2 separate regions of the Gadus morhua genome follow, and region 2 is linked to region 1. Evidence: chromatin contacts called from public Hi-C data. All regions are on one chromosome and are shown on one strand. The core of a region is the stretch at or near the end of the contact, and the rest is flanking DNA. Distances in the headings are between cores, read along the strand shown.

What was found. A called contact is a pair of places that touch in the nucleus more often than the background predicts.
Region 2: a Hi-C map of blood shows a contact between it and region 1, with 4 times the contacts expected there. The contact joins the promoter of fbxo45 here to the promoter of plag1 in region 1. A contact is called at or near these places in 2 of 6 Hi-C or Micro-C datasets (blood and gill).

The regions. Positions count from the first base shown.
Region 1 is chr23:11,489,702-11,496,804 of gadMor3.0, reverse strand. It overlaps plag1 (pleiomorphic adenoma gene 1), which reads left to right and starts at 3,908. Exons shown (of 3, transcript XM_030348824.1): 1 at 3,908-4,265. It overlaps chchd7 (coiled-coil-helix-coiled-coil-helix domain containing 7), which reads right to left and starts at 3,803. Exons shown (of 4, transcript XM_030348883.1): 1 at 3,414-3,803; 2 at 2,225-2,284; 3 at 2,010-2,108; 4 at 723-1,227. The coding sequence starts at 2,278. The coding sequence ends at 1,123.
Region 2 is chr23:11,631,422-11,638,524 of gadMor3.0, reverse strand. It overlaps fbxo45 (F-box protein 45), which reads right to left and starts at 3,788. Exons shown (of 3, transcript XM_030349492.1): 1 at 3,287-3,788; 2 at 2,277-2,633; 3 at 459-1,620. The coding sequence starts at 3,649. The coding sequence ends at 1,435. fam168b (family with sequence similarity 168 member B) reads left to right here and starts at 4,197. Exons shown (of 7, transcript XM_030349431.1): 1 at 4,197-4,305; 2 at 6,097-6,188; 3 at 6,353-6,427. The coding sequence starts at 6,119.

The DNA.
Region 1 (7,103 bases), core at 2,659-5,158:
ACTGATCTCAAAGAATAAAACATTGATTAATTTTCCTGCCTGGAAGGGACTTTGTATAATCAAACCTCTAAGTAAGAAATAATGCTTTTTAAGATCATCTGATGAATGTTGCAAGGAAGTAAGAAATTAATGTTATAAATTCTAAACGACGGATGCAGGCACAAAAAATCCCTAAAGACTCAATGTATGATATTTTAATTCAAACGGATGCATTGACAAGATTTCGTTTTCTAGTAGGAACCCTATGAATGAAATGCCATTAAAGATTATGTATAGACCTAGTAATAACTGGATGGACAGTATGCTGCGAACCAGCCAACACTGTTAAGCAGACACTACACTGAATTACCCATCTGGGAGTGTCTCTTATCGGTGGGTAGAGGTAGTGCAGTCGTCCTTACCCCAGGTCTGGCTCATGAAATTAGATTTTAAGATGACTGATTAGGAAACATACAGCCATGACAGCTTTAATTCTAATGCAAGGGACACTTGATGGGTTGGTAGGTCTCGTCATGGCTGAAACCTGGGTTCTAGCGTTGTGGGTCCGGTTAGGGGCAACAGCCCGGCTAAAACCATGGAGCCAGGACCAAACATCACACACGGGTGTGGAAAATGTATGATTTGTACTTAGTACATTGTGTGACGCTACAGCTTTGGGAACCTTTAGTAGGAAGTAAAAAGTGCAAAGTAACTGCGGTTGTAACATAGTAAGAGACATCTGGGACACGTGTTACACTTTAATGTATTATTTCACACATGACACAGCATACTGCTAAGTGTGTACAATATTCATCACTCTTCCATAAGATTTTACACATTATAATTTAACACAACACAACCACACACACAAACATGGATGGAGACAGAGCATCAGATACAGTATGTCTTTCGGATCCCAATTATAACCCAGCTTCGATAGAACCTACAGCCTCCTCTTCCCGCACCACCATGTTGTCTGGGAACACAGCCAGGTACTCTGCAGTGCAGTGTCCCGACAGCTACCACGCAGAGCTAACCAGGACGGGCCAGTCCAATCCATGGGCTCCCTCCTATGGGCTCCTATCAGCCGGGCTGAGACCCAGAGGGCTGTCGTCAGGAGGAGGAGCTCCCGAGGAGCCCGCTTCAGTACGGCTTGCCACCCAGACCAGCCAGGATCTCCTTCCTCTCCTCAGCAGTGGGCATCTCCGGCTTCACCCCCTCTCTCCTCCGCTGCACCATGAGGTTATGCTTTAAAGAAACAAAAAGGAACATTCAAAGGGTTCTCATCTCTTTATTTGGAAATAAATGAGAGGTACTTGGCTTTGCACTATTTTGCCGGTTTGGCAGAACATCAATTGGCTGCTCGACTGATGCAAATATGACATAGACCAAATTAACATTAATGGCCTCAAATGCTTATCTTCCATCAGAGAAACAGTGTTATAGAATCATAGTATCACGTTGTGGTCCGACACTTTTGTTATATTATCCCTTTTTTCATTGGGTTGGATAGTCAGGTGATGGGGTATTGAGAAGCTTCATGATCAGAACATGTGATGCTGACACAACAGCCAGCATGTTGACATTGGACTAGACTTTAAAGCATTGACCTGGGTTGAACATCCCTCTCCTTGAAGTGCAGTTGCAGTAAATAGCCTTCTCTCTGGTTAGTATGTGTGCAATGTGTGCACTGCAGGTATGCTATTAAGTTACCACAAAATGACATCCCAAGTCACTGTGGCCGTTTTCCCAGAACCTCAGCGAACTCACAAACCAGGAGCTACATAGCCCTGCTTTGATCCCGCTTTCAAGACGGACCTCAAGAGCATTGGCTAGCTTGTTGTAACGGAGACACTGAGGACGCACACACAGTCCTTCTAGGTTGGTCTCGGTTCCTCTGACCTGTGTAGTGACGTGTGAGTTCTGTTCTGTGCCCGCAAGTAGGAAAGCATCTTTGGTGTTGACCTCGAGTAGCGTCTCTCAGGTCCTCTGTGTAATCATTTTTATAAAACATTTCAGAAAATACTCACCCAATACTTCCTACAGTTCTTGTAGTTTATGAAATAGGGTGAACACATGGACTTGTCATAGTTGTGGGCTTCCAAACACCTTTGAGACCCATCACTTTCCTGGAGGGGAAGAAAAATACTTTTTTCTTTTAGGAACATTTTAAGATGAAAGTAACAAAGATTCTTAGGGCAGCTATTGAAATTCAATGCACTCTCCCGAAGCTCACTCAACTTACTTCGATGCATGGGTTGATGTCCTGATTACGGAGTTTCCGTGTGTTTTTATCCATTTTGACCTGCAAGAACAATAAAAAATAAATTAAGTGCATGGCTGGTACGGCATTAGCATTAATATCCTCTATATAAATAAATACCTGTTTAGCCAGCCATTTCAGGTGAACTAATTTATACAAAGCACATCGTTGTGTTATTTCATCATTATTTTCAAAGTTTTTCCTTCTTCATGGAATTGGTATCCAGGCAACCAAACACAATTTCATAACAGGATAACCCAATCAGAGCAATAAAACGTCTCACTCACTTTGGTTTCAACGATCTTGCAAAGCTGTTTCTGCTTCATGTGGAAATGCATGACTATCTCACAGGGTTGTTTATTTAAACGTGTAATGTGTAACTCTCAATGAACTCGGGATTTCTCTAAATAAAGTCTGAATAAAAAAGAAAAAGTCACAACATGCTTTAACTAGGGAAGGATCCAGCAGATCCACCTTGTGGGCATTTGGGATAATGGTATTGCATTAGTGTTGTCTCATATGCAGTATAAACCTAAACAATAGTTTAGTAACATCCTAATAACCCTGGCCCACATTCCCCGCAGCCACAAAGCCCTGGTTCTGATGCAAGTACAAACGAAGCATTGCTCAGACATAAAGAAAGCTAAATAAAATAATGCAATGCAAATGCATTCTGTTTCAAAAATCTTAAATCATTGCTTAAGTAACCTATTATGTAGCCTAAAACCCCCTATAATCTATTATAAGTATATGAATACAATTGGAGTCGCGCAGACAAAAGCAATCAAACTCGCAAAGAAGTTGTCACTTCTAACCTAATTTATCATCAAATAACCTCCATACCTTATATGTCCTTATCTAGTCTATAAAGTAGGCTACAAGAAGTAGGCTACCAGATATGTTTTGAGAAACCGACCCTAGACCCAATATTGTGAGTTTGGGAAACAGCTGATTACAATTTCGCAGATCATTATGCAGCATTGAAACTTTGTTGACATTTTCTAAGTTGACCTTCGTCGAAATTGCCAAACCCATACTTTTGTATGGCATGGGCTACATTGAAATCGGTTTGTATGGACGATGCACACGAAACAGAACTACAACTAACGATACATACGAGACACGTAAAATTGACGTGCAACCAATACTGGTGTGCAGTTTGAAAGCTTACCTTTACAGTATGGACCACTAGCAACACAACAGTCAGGAAATGCACCTTGGTGTGGCTTAGATCGAAGGTTACTCAACCACCACCACTTCTACCACAACAACACGCAGAAAGACAATTCTGCGGTTAGTCGTTTGTTTGGAAATTATACTGTCATATACAACGTCAGACTGGCATCACATGCCGTTTTAATTGTGTACTCTAGGCACTCGGTGGTAGTGGTTCGGTAACAGCGACCGCTGTAGCAGTTGACGCTTTACGACATGTAACTAGCTTCCTAGCAGCGGCAGTGAGCTGCCCACGAGGCTCCCGTCGAGCTATCTGCTGCTGCACTCACTGACCCGCACCGCCAGCAACAGCGCACCAGGAAACCCGGCCGCACGGTCACGGAGACGGACAGCCCGGCCAGCCAATGAGGCGCACTACGCACAGGATTCGCGTAGAAGGCCGAATAGAATGACAGGACACTGGACCAATAGGATAACTTTGCTGCTGTGTTAGCCAACCCATTGTTGTTCGTGAAAGCAAAACGAATCCCTAAAACGATTGACAGTATATCTAGCGAGTCCAAAAATTGAATTGAATTAAAAGGGACTGTAAATGACATTGAAATGAAAGTGACAGGACCTTACACAAATCAAAAATAAGAAATGGGAGGAACTACGAGGGGCGTGGCCAAATATAGTTTGGTTGGACTGAAGCGCATACACACAATGGCTGCTGGAAAGAGGCGAAAGCAAACAATTTTCAGGCCCGTCGCGTCTAGCAAAAAATATGAGAAAAAAATTATTAAAAATTCGGAAAATAGTTGAAAGTCAAGAAAAACCCAACAGAAAGGATGTTAAAGCGTCCGGGGTAAGTTTGGTGTGAAATAAGTAAATTGTTACTCAGTTCTTGAATTAAAATATCGGGGTTATTTAAATTATGGGAGAGGGGTGAGCTGAGGAAAAAGTTGGTGTTAATCAGTACCCAGTGTGGGACCACAGAGAAAACCAAGGGAAGGCTTAAGTAGGACTGAGAAAATTTAAATAAATTATTGTCATTCCTTATAGTGTTGTCATGTCGTATGTCCGTAAGTGTTAACAACCATAGGAGCTAACAGAATGAAGAAAACTGGAAAAACTTGATCCCAGTTAGTTAGTTTAGTTATTTTTAAATGTAATAACAACGGCACCGCGATGACCGCCGACAGGAACACACGCGCACTTGGATTCAATAATAGTGTCCAAAATTCATGCTGCCAGCATTCACATTGCATTTTGCCTCACATGTAGGCTTCATTATAAGCAGTGTAAACACAACCTTATCGAATGAAGCATCTCACTTGCAAAACGGTAACGCGAAATGCCCCAAAGGAGAAGGCAACAATGGCATTTGATCAGGGTCTTCTGCTCCGAGCTTCATGCGATCACACTTTCATCCATAGAAGATATTGATCAGCTACAAGTTCTCTTCCTCACCACTGAGATTCTTAAAACCCCCAATCCACAAAACACGGGAGAGACGCTGTTTGTCAACAAACTGACAAAATGGAGGGAGGACTTAAGACAAAGTAATTAGTTTATATATCATATATTATTGTTTTGCAATTATTCTGGCCAGTTGTCACTGTCTTTCCGACAGTTGTTAAAAGCCTAGTGGGTTTTGTGCTTGTAGCAGGTTGCAAATAACCTGACTGATTGGTATAAACAAGTAATGGCCCATCGTAGTAGATGTATGTGTCGGTTGAATTAATGATCTCTAAACAAGTTTCAAAGCTACATAACATGGCCAGAGATCTGGGGAGGTACACAAACCCCGGTAGTGTAAAATCCTGAAAAATCTTCCTTACGTTGTGGTCGAGATGGCGATAGGCTACATGAGAAAGTTGATGCAACTTTGTGCAAGATTTTGTTATTGGATGGCCGAAAGTTGCCTCTTGATATGGTGATGGCTTTACTGAACACAATGCTAGCACCATGTGGTTAAACTGGTTTAGTGCTGTGTTTATGATGTGGATTTTTAACCAATTAATTAAATAGACCTACACCATATTGGTTTCAATCCACAGTAGGCCTACTGGTTTCAATAGTTTGTCATTGTTTTTTTCATGATAGGATGACCACTGACTATTTGGTTCAATTGCAGTCTATGTGCTCATCATTCATTAATGCTTATGTCAGTTTGGTGTTTTTGAAATAATTGTTAATATGCTTTAAATCCTAATTGATTATTATGTGAAAGTGTTGAGGAGTGGTAGTGAAGGTCTGTTGCCAAACAGAAACTATTCTTGTTGTGAATCTGAGTAACAGAAATCCTGTATGCAAAAAAAGCCCAAAAAGCCTTGTTTTTAACTCTTTCTTGGTTTTGTTTATGTTGTTTACACAGGAGAATGTAGGTGTGTTTTAACTTATTATAAAGGCACTGAATATTAAGAGGGAGCATTATGTTTACGTGGAACAAATTAACTATGTCCTACAAAAAGTTATTGACACTATTGCAGATTTGAAAAGTGTTTCTGGAAATCTAGCTAAACAAGTTATATGATAGCTTCTGTTTTCTTATTATCTTATTATATTATCATTATTATTTGTATTATTATTATTATTATAATTATTATTATTATTATTACTATTAATACATATTATTTTGTGTGATAGACCCTTCAGAGCTGAATGTTTTTCAGAACTAAAATACTACTTTATTGAGTTATATATTTGTGGTACTCCTATTACCTAGTAATAGTAGTAGTAGGCTTTCATTAGTAGTCGTAGCAGTAGTAGTAGTAGAAGTAGTAGTAGTACGCTTTCAGTAGTAGTAGTAGTTGTAGTACTAGTAGTAAACATTGTAAGAGTTAAATCAAAGGTTTGAAATCAGCCCTGCATTAATGTTATGTATAAATTGTGGACTGATACTTTCCTCAGATCTTTCACTGATCATTGATTACCAGATACCCTAGCTTCTGGGTTCAATAAATCCCAGGATGCACCAATAAGTGCTCTTTAATAATCTTGTGTCTTCATATAGCGTTCTGTTTTTTTACAATCATCTGCGAACATTCTGATTTTGTGTTCTTTCTTGCTCTTGTTGTTATTTATATCATTTCAAGTTTGTTGAATGTTAAGATCATCTTGTAGCAAGCATTGAGGGCTGTTTACATGATAAGTCTTGTTTGGTTTTTTATAATCGTCCTTTTATGATAAACTATACATTGTTGGATATCGTATGCCTCTATCCTCTGTTTATTGATAGCTTTCGGCTTTCAAAGTTGAGTTAAAAGTTAAACCATATTGGAAACAGAGGTATAGGGACAGAAAAGACCTCTTTGAAAACCTAATTATATATGTCACGTTAAAGACAATCTTGACTATTAAAGAAGAATATATTTTTAACTTTGTCACTTTTATAGGTTTTATAAATCTAGAAACACAAAACATTTGAACTACTTTCAAATTGTAAGAGAGATTGCCATGACATTTACTTATTTATTGTACTAATACTATTTCAAATGAAAACTACAATCGTATTGAAAATCAGTAGATGTTATTGCTTAACCTTTAATTATAATTAATCTGGAAGTCCTAGAGATAGTTTTTGGTGTATGTTTATATTTCTAGAAAGCTGGGTAGAGGGGTTGAAACATAATGAAAAGAAAGGCAGAACACAGACATGGGGCCTGACCTAAAGATCAGAACAAAATAAAAGTACAGGAGA
Region 2 (7,103 bases), core at 2,539-5,038, 140 kb before region 1:
TGTGTGCATGAGTGTTCTGGTGTCTCTCTGACTCAATCAGACCAAAGATGCTCTGGTCTAACCAATCACGTGGACCCATACTGGATACATTTAGACTGTAACCAGTCATCACTGACAAACATGTTCAAGTCAGGTGCATTTCATGGGAGGCCTCTATTACGTCTTTCCATAATTGGCCCCCAATCATAACTCTGGCTGGGATGGTCTCTCTCATCACTCACACATACTGGCTACACACTGGTTACCATTAGTCTCGAGAAGCCAGCCTAAATCTCAGGAGCCCACCGCCGGTTCTACCTTGAGATATTAGACTGGACTGGAACCAACTGTATTTGTGCTGCTTGGGAATTAAGCAAGACGTTTTGAATTCAATGTAAACCACAGATGTACCATTCACTAATTGTTAGCCTTCACAAGACTAGCATGTAGGCCTGTCCAGGGTCAAACATGGTCAAACGCACAGGCATTACGCTATCTTTATTCTGATAATTGGGATTGGCAACAAATAGACTTTTACTTTCAGGTCACATGACCCCATCAAGAGTACCATGGATAAAATAAGAAATAAATAATGCTTAATATGACAACAGAACAATAAAAAAAAGTGATACACAGTAACATTACATGGTTAAATAGGCTTCTTGGTTCCATTTCTGCTCAAGTGCTCTGGGTGTTTTTACAAGGGAGTCGCTGCAAACAGGAGGCAGAAAAGAATGCATGCTTTCGTAAAACTACCTCTGATGTTTGCCTGTACAAACTCTGCATTTGGAGATATATAGATATAGAGAGATAGATATCCCTAGATAAATATATATTGATCTGTACATAGATATATATCTACACACCTATCTTTATCTAGATCTAGATAGATGTAAATATATGAGAACATCAGGTCACACTGGGTCGGCATGGTCAAGCACAATGATCCAGTCAATGGAGGACCACGTTAACCCTGATAACTGGCTTACACTCACTAATACATTGGCTAGCCTTTTTAAATGACACATATGGGATAAAAGTATTGGCCACAGTTCATGATTGCTTTGGCCCTGCTTAAGAGACATAAAATGCTCCAGTAAAAGGTCAGGCGTGGTGAGCCTAAAAACCTAAATTCATGTAAGCGTGAGCAGTTTCCACCGAACGGAACGAGTCCAGCATCACATGACCAATGGACATACCTTATATGACACGACCACTCCCCCGGATCCCACCGAGTCTGGAATAGATACAACGGAACCGCAAAGAAGCCCCCCCCCCACCCCCCCCACCCCCCCCAGCCGGATCCAGGTCCCCCTTCAGCCCAGACCGACCCACTTCAGCGAGGTGCAGCTCTGAGTACACTGGCCCCAAGGTCACACACAAACCTAAAAACAAGGTCCCGGGAAAGGTCCATCCCCCAATACCACCCAAAGGCTTTGGCGACGCGGACGGGCCCTAGCCGTCCAGGGGCTTGCCCAGGTACACCATGGTGACCTCTGTGTTGCCGTACACGGCCGACACGGCTGGGAACAGGCAGGCTTTGGGCAGTCCGCGGAACGCCACGCCCAGGAACTCAAAGCCCCTTTCGAAGGCCAGCGTCTTGTCGTCCATGTCCAGGATCACCCGTATCCTCTCGCCGATCTGTTGGCACACAAGACAGGAGGAACCTCAGAGGCAGGCTATACAGAGAGCATGCCCCTTAGAGGTAGGCTATACACAGACAGGAGGCCCCTTAGAGGTAGGCTATACACAGAGAGCATGCCCCTTAGAGGTAGGCTATACACAGACAGGAGGCCCCTTAGAGGTAGGCTATACACAGACAGGAGGCCCCTTAGAGGTAGGCTATACAGACAGGAGGCCCCTTAGAGGCCAGCTATACACAGACAGGAGGCCCCTTAGAGGTAGGCTATACACAGAGAGCATGCCCCTTAGAGGCCGGCTATACAGACAGGAGCCACCTTAGAGGAAGCCTCTACACAGACAGGAGGGACCTTATGTCGCTTTTCCACCGGCAGGTACGCTTCGGACCCAGCCCGCCTCAGCCCAGTAGTGAGGGTGCGGTATAGGCAAGCTCAGTTACGGCTCGCGTTTCCACCGCCGACAGTACCCTTATGGTAGGGCGGAGTTTAAGCGGGATGGCAATAGCCACGGCAGCTACGTAAGCATTGTGACCTTATAGCAGTCTGACGCAGTGTAGCCTGCTAATAACCCCATGGAAAAAGAAGTACGCACACAACGAACAATAGTATAGTACTGCGTTCGAGGTGTGACTGTGTGATCTGCAGCTAGTGAGCTACCTGGTACTTTGGTGCGTTGTTGCACTGAGGGAAGTTGCCGTTGACTTGACCGTTGTGTAGCAGGTTGTTGTCCACGAGGTTCCAGCCCCAGCTTTGGTCGTCACTGCCCAGCAGAGCCACGTAGCCCTGGCATTGCATGTTCGCCCTCTTCGTGGCCAGTCCGATCACCGCCACGGTTCCCAGGGGCCCCTCCCACCAGATTTCCCAGGCGTGACGCCCCTCGGAGAAGCCAATCTTGGCGCGGGCGCCGTCGGTGCTCTGGGCGATGGGGTTTCGGTGGAGGGTGAAGCCATTCTTCTTGACGTAAACGTTGCGGGAGCAGTCGTGGGTGCTAAGAGCATGTTGGTAGGACTTGAGCTGGAGATTTCCAGAGACACAAAGCAATGGTTTGAGAATGACACTAGTTGCAACACATGATAAATGTTTATATTGGAAAGATGTAATCTAAAAGAAAAAGGAGTCGATTAGGCTATGCCCTCTTCTTTGCTCTTCAGTTCTATTCATATGTTATACAAGTTATACAAGTATGCCAGCCCCTTTAGGGGAAATACATCATGTTTATTGACTTTGTCATAACATTAGCCAAAAGAGTATATTGAAGTTATTGTCTAATATGGCAGAGTTCTCTGATTCTGGATCATCTCTGTGAGCAAAGTAAGGAGCTCGGGAATCAATTGGACGCAAGACGGAGCCAGCCATCCCTGATAATAACAAGCTATGTGAGTTACATACATGCACAGTGTCAGGTACAAAAGTACAAAGGGAAAGTTAGAAGAGGAAACACGGCAGAAGCCCAACATATATATTGATCCATCGCTATTGATGTGAAGATTAATCTTCAATCCAGCATTCTTACAGATGTAGAATATTTGGTGGTGCTAATTCTGTTTACAATCTTTGCTAGACAGTTGAAACACACATCCCTATTAGAAAGTCGTGCAGGCGCTATCCGAGGTAATCAAACTATTCCTGTGTCTAGCAGTTGAATGATGCTCGGTTGGTAAACATACCTTCCCCTTGTAGGTAGGCAGGTTGCACAGAATGTCAGATCGAAGCGCCTCTTCACTCAGAGAGCGAGCGCAAAGACTGCGCCACACTTCGCTGTTTTCGTCGGCGAGAGTGGTATTCCAGTGCCAACACACTAACGAGCATTGCATTAAATCAGGCAAGTCCAAATATGAAAAGACATGTTCAAGAACCCGGCCAGGCAACCTGCCAGCCACCCCGGTACATCCACCCACTGTAACATAGGAAGAGCCGGCGGAGCTACAGCTAGCTGCCGCAGCTGCGCCTATGCAAGAGGACGCACCTACAGCGGCCGCTCCCGACATTATTTGACTTAATGACGATATATGCCGACACGCTATACTCATCTATGCCATATAAAAATTACAAACATGCATAAAGTGCCAGAGTTTGGTCATTGTGTGGCAAAATTGCGCATAGGTTGCGGTAAAAACACAACAATCTGGACCCTGCCCAATTTAATGGCTGAAAGGAAGCGATGCATCAAGGTCCTGGAAGAGGAAAGATGGGAGTTGAAAAAAATAAGAAAAAAATGCTCCTCAACACGTACCAAGCTTTGTCATTTTTTAAATACGTTTAAAAGGCGTTTTGGAATCAATCTGCAAGTTAGAGTAGATTGTTACTGATTTTTTTATTTTTTTTAAGGTATCGCTTTATTTAAAACAGCCTTTCAGCTGCCAGGAATATACAGTTTACAATTAATCTCCGTAAATCCAAATTGTTCAGTTGAGGTCTAGTTTACGATCTTGATAGCTGTAAAAAAAAAAAAAAGAGTATTATATTTATAGAATTATAAATGTTTGATTTAAAAGTGAATTTAATTATATAGCAAAACGAAATAATAAGAAGACAATGACGCGTTGTCTGTCGTCACGTGACCAAACCGTCGGAAGTGACGCGCATTGCTCAAAAGAGTTGAGCGAGCTCTGGAACCAAAACATCAGGATCAAGATCAAGAGGTTGACAAGCAGACACAGGCACAGCCAAAGCAGCACACCTTAAGGCACGTTCAACTGGATTATAATCATATTTAGGTAATTAAGATGTATTAATCTATGTTATGTTATTGTATGCCACAACATAATGACTTGATGGGGTGACACGGTCAGGTGAATGTTTTGCCACACTCCGCGGCCCGACGCTGGCCCCATATATCTGGTCACAACCAAGTGTAGTCCTACAATCGGTTCAAATGTACACATTTTTATACATCATAACGTGCTATACATGCTAATTTGGCTTGCGTAAACAACGGACTGACCTAACCGTCCAAAACCTTTGTTAGCTAGCTAGTAGCTTGTTAACTGTGATGCGTCAATTATTGTGTGTGTGCGTGTACACTTAGTATTTCCAGTCCATTCAGGTCATACAAAATAGGATTGTCATGAAACTGATCTTGACCTAAAATTGTATGGCATCCACCCCATCAATATGTCGATATTTATTGGGCTTATTTATTCGATTCTCTCTTGAATATGTCCCTCTTTAAAATTAGAAGCAATGATTCTTTTGTGTAGAACTATTCTTGGGTTTGACGTAGAAACGAAACAATTTTTTTGCGTTCATAACACATTGATGCATCCATTACATTTTGTCTTTTCCTGATTATACACATTATCATCTCTGTCACCCATTGATTTAAAGGTCCCATGGCATGCTACTTTATGGATGCTTTAATATAGATATTAGTAGGCCCCAACCGCAGTATTTGAAGTCGTTATTGAAATTCAGCCGTGGTGCAGATTTACAGCCACTACGAGCCAGTTGCACATTGAGCTTTCTCCAAATACACCGTTTAGGTGTCTGTAGCTTTAATGCAAATGAGGAGTTGAGAGGCGAGTCAAGGAGGAGGATGGGGGTGTGGCCCTGAGCAGCTACCACGGTACCAAGCGCTCTGTTTACAGTGGTGTATGGCGAGGCACACACAGCCTTTCGCCGTGTTCTGTTAATATTCTAGAACGCACGGGAGTCCTAGAGCTCTATATCTAAATAATATCATATTATACATGGATATCTATATCATAGAATATATATTATCGGGGCCAAAAGCTGTGTGCGCCTCCAGATGATATTATGAATCTCAAACGACCGTGTAGGGTTCTCCGACGTCTCTAGACTGAACCTAGACATGGAGGAGAAAGGGATTGTTGACCGAGGTTGTCTCCCGCCGGAGCCTCGCTGCCGAGAGACCACCGCCTCGGCAGCGGTCAGCACTTAGGCGCCACCGCCTCCTGCAGCGCTGAGGCGGGAAGCGGGGCTCAAGCGGGAGACTTTCGAGGCCAACATCCCTTTCTCCTCCATGTCGTGGTTCTTGTACTTCAGGGAGTCAAATCCAAGGTTCCTTTCCCCCAATTCATTCTCAACCATGGCTGAGATAACCCCCACTACGAGTCTCGTTGTGGAAATACCAGAGACGAGAGTCTGAAGTGTTATGCGCCATAACACCAACAGCGTGTACAACACTTGCTTTAAAGTCCTGGAGCTCTATATATCTAAATAATATCATATAATACATAGATATCTATATCATATAATACATATCATCATATTATAAGCTGTGTGCGCCTCCAGACGATATTATGAATCACAAACGACTTTGTTGGGTTCTCCGACGTCTCTGGTTCTTCCACATCAATCTGAAGTAGACTGAACCGCGCGCTGCCTACTGCCGCTGCCGGTCAGTGGGGCTTCGCGGTGGTGGTGCCTCGCGGCAACCGGCGGCAGGCAGCATGTCACAGTTCATACTTCAGGGAGTCAAAGCCAAAGTTCTGACCTTGTTATTTTCCTTTCGCAGGGCTTGTCTTTCAGCCAAAATAATGAACCCTGTTTACAACCCTGCACAACCAGGGGTCCCCTATGCCAACCAAAAGGGTATTGCCTACCCAGGTAAGATACTCTTTGTTGTGTGACTGTCTACACACGTTTATTGTGGTACATAGAAAAAGCTGTGTGGTTTCTCCACAGATTTCCTGCAGTTAATTGCAGTGGTTATTCTCATTAATCTGTCATCATTTCTCTCTTTTTTTTTTTCTCTGTTCTAATCATGGAAGCTGGGTTTCCTGTTGGATATGCCCCAGCATACACTCCCGGTTTGTATCCAGGGGCCAACCCAGCCTTTCACCCAGGTAAGGACGAGGGAAGGTCACTTCTCAGCTTGCAAGGCCCTGCCCACCACATAGTGTATATGGTTGTCACCAAACTGATTTCTCACAGAGTGCCAGTATGCAGAATGATGCAATTAAATACTGCATCCTGCGTCTTATGTCAGAGGTTAATCACGATACATATGTGAGGAATTTTATTTTTGTATTTTATTTTAATAGACACAATTGTCCAGTGCTGGTTCAGTGGAGAAAATCCACAGACAAATTGTTTCACATGTTTCTTCTCAATCAATCAATCAATCAATCAAGTAGTCGGACAATAGAGAAGAGTAGTCAGTTGAAAATCAAGCATTTAAAAACGAATGAGCAGGCTTGTACACATTTCATACCTACCGCAGACCGTGCCAAACTATTAAGTCTCACTTGTCAAAGCTGTGCCATTAATAAAACGTGGCAAGGTGAAGTGTTATTCTGAAGAATGCACACATGTTTAGTGCAATTGGACCTACTTAAGAGCTCAGGGCATGTACAACATATGACCTTTACAGCCAGATACGATCGGTCATCTAGAACCCTCTCTCATTCATTAACATCATTATTACATTATCAGCATTGTTTTCATAAAATTACATTTTCTTTTAAGGAGTTTTGGGGAAATATTAGTCATATTCAACAGCATAAAAAAAGACAGTAATAT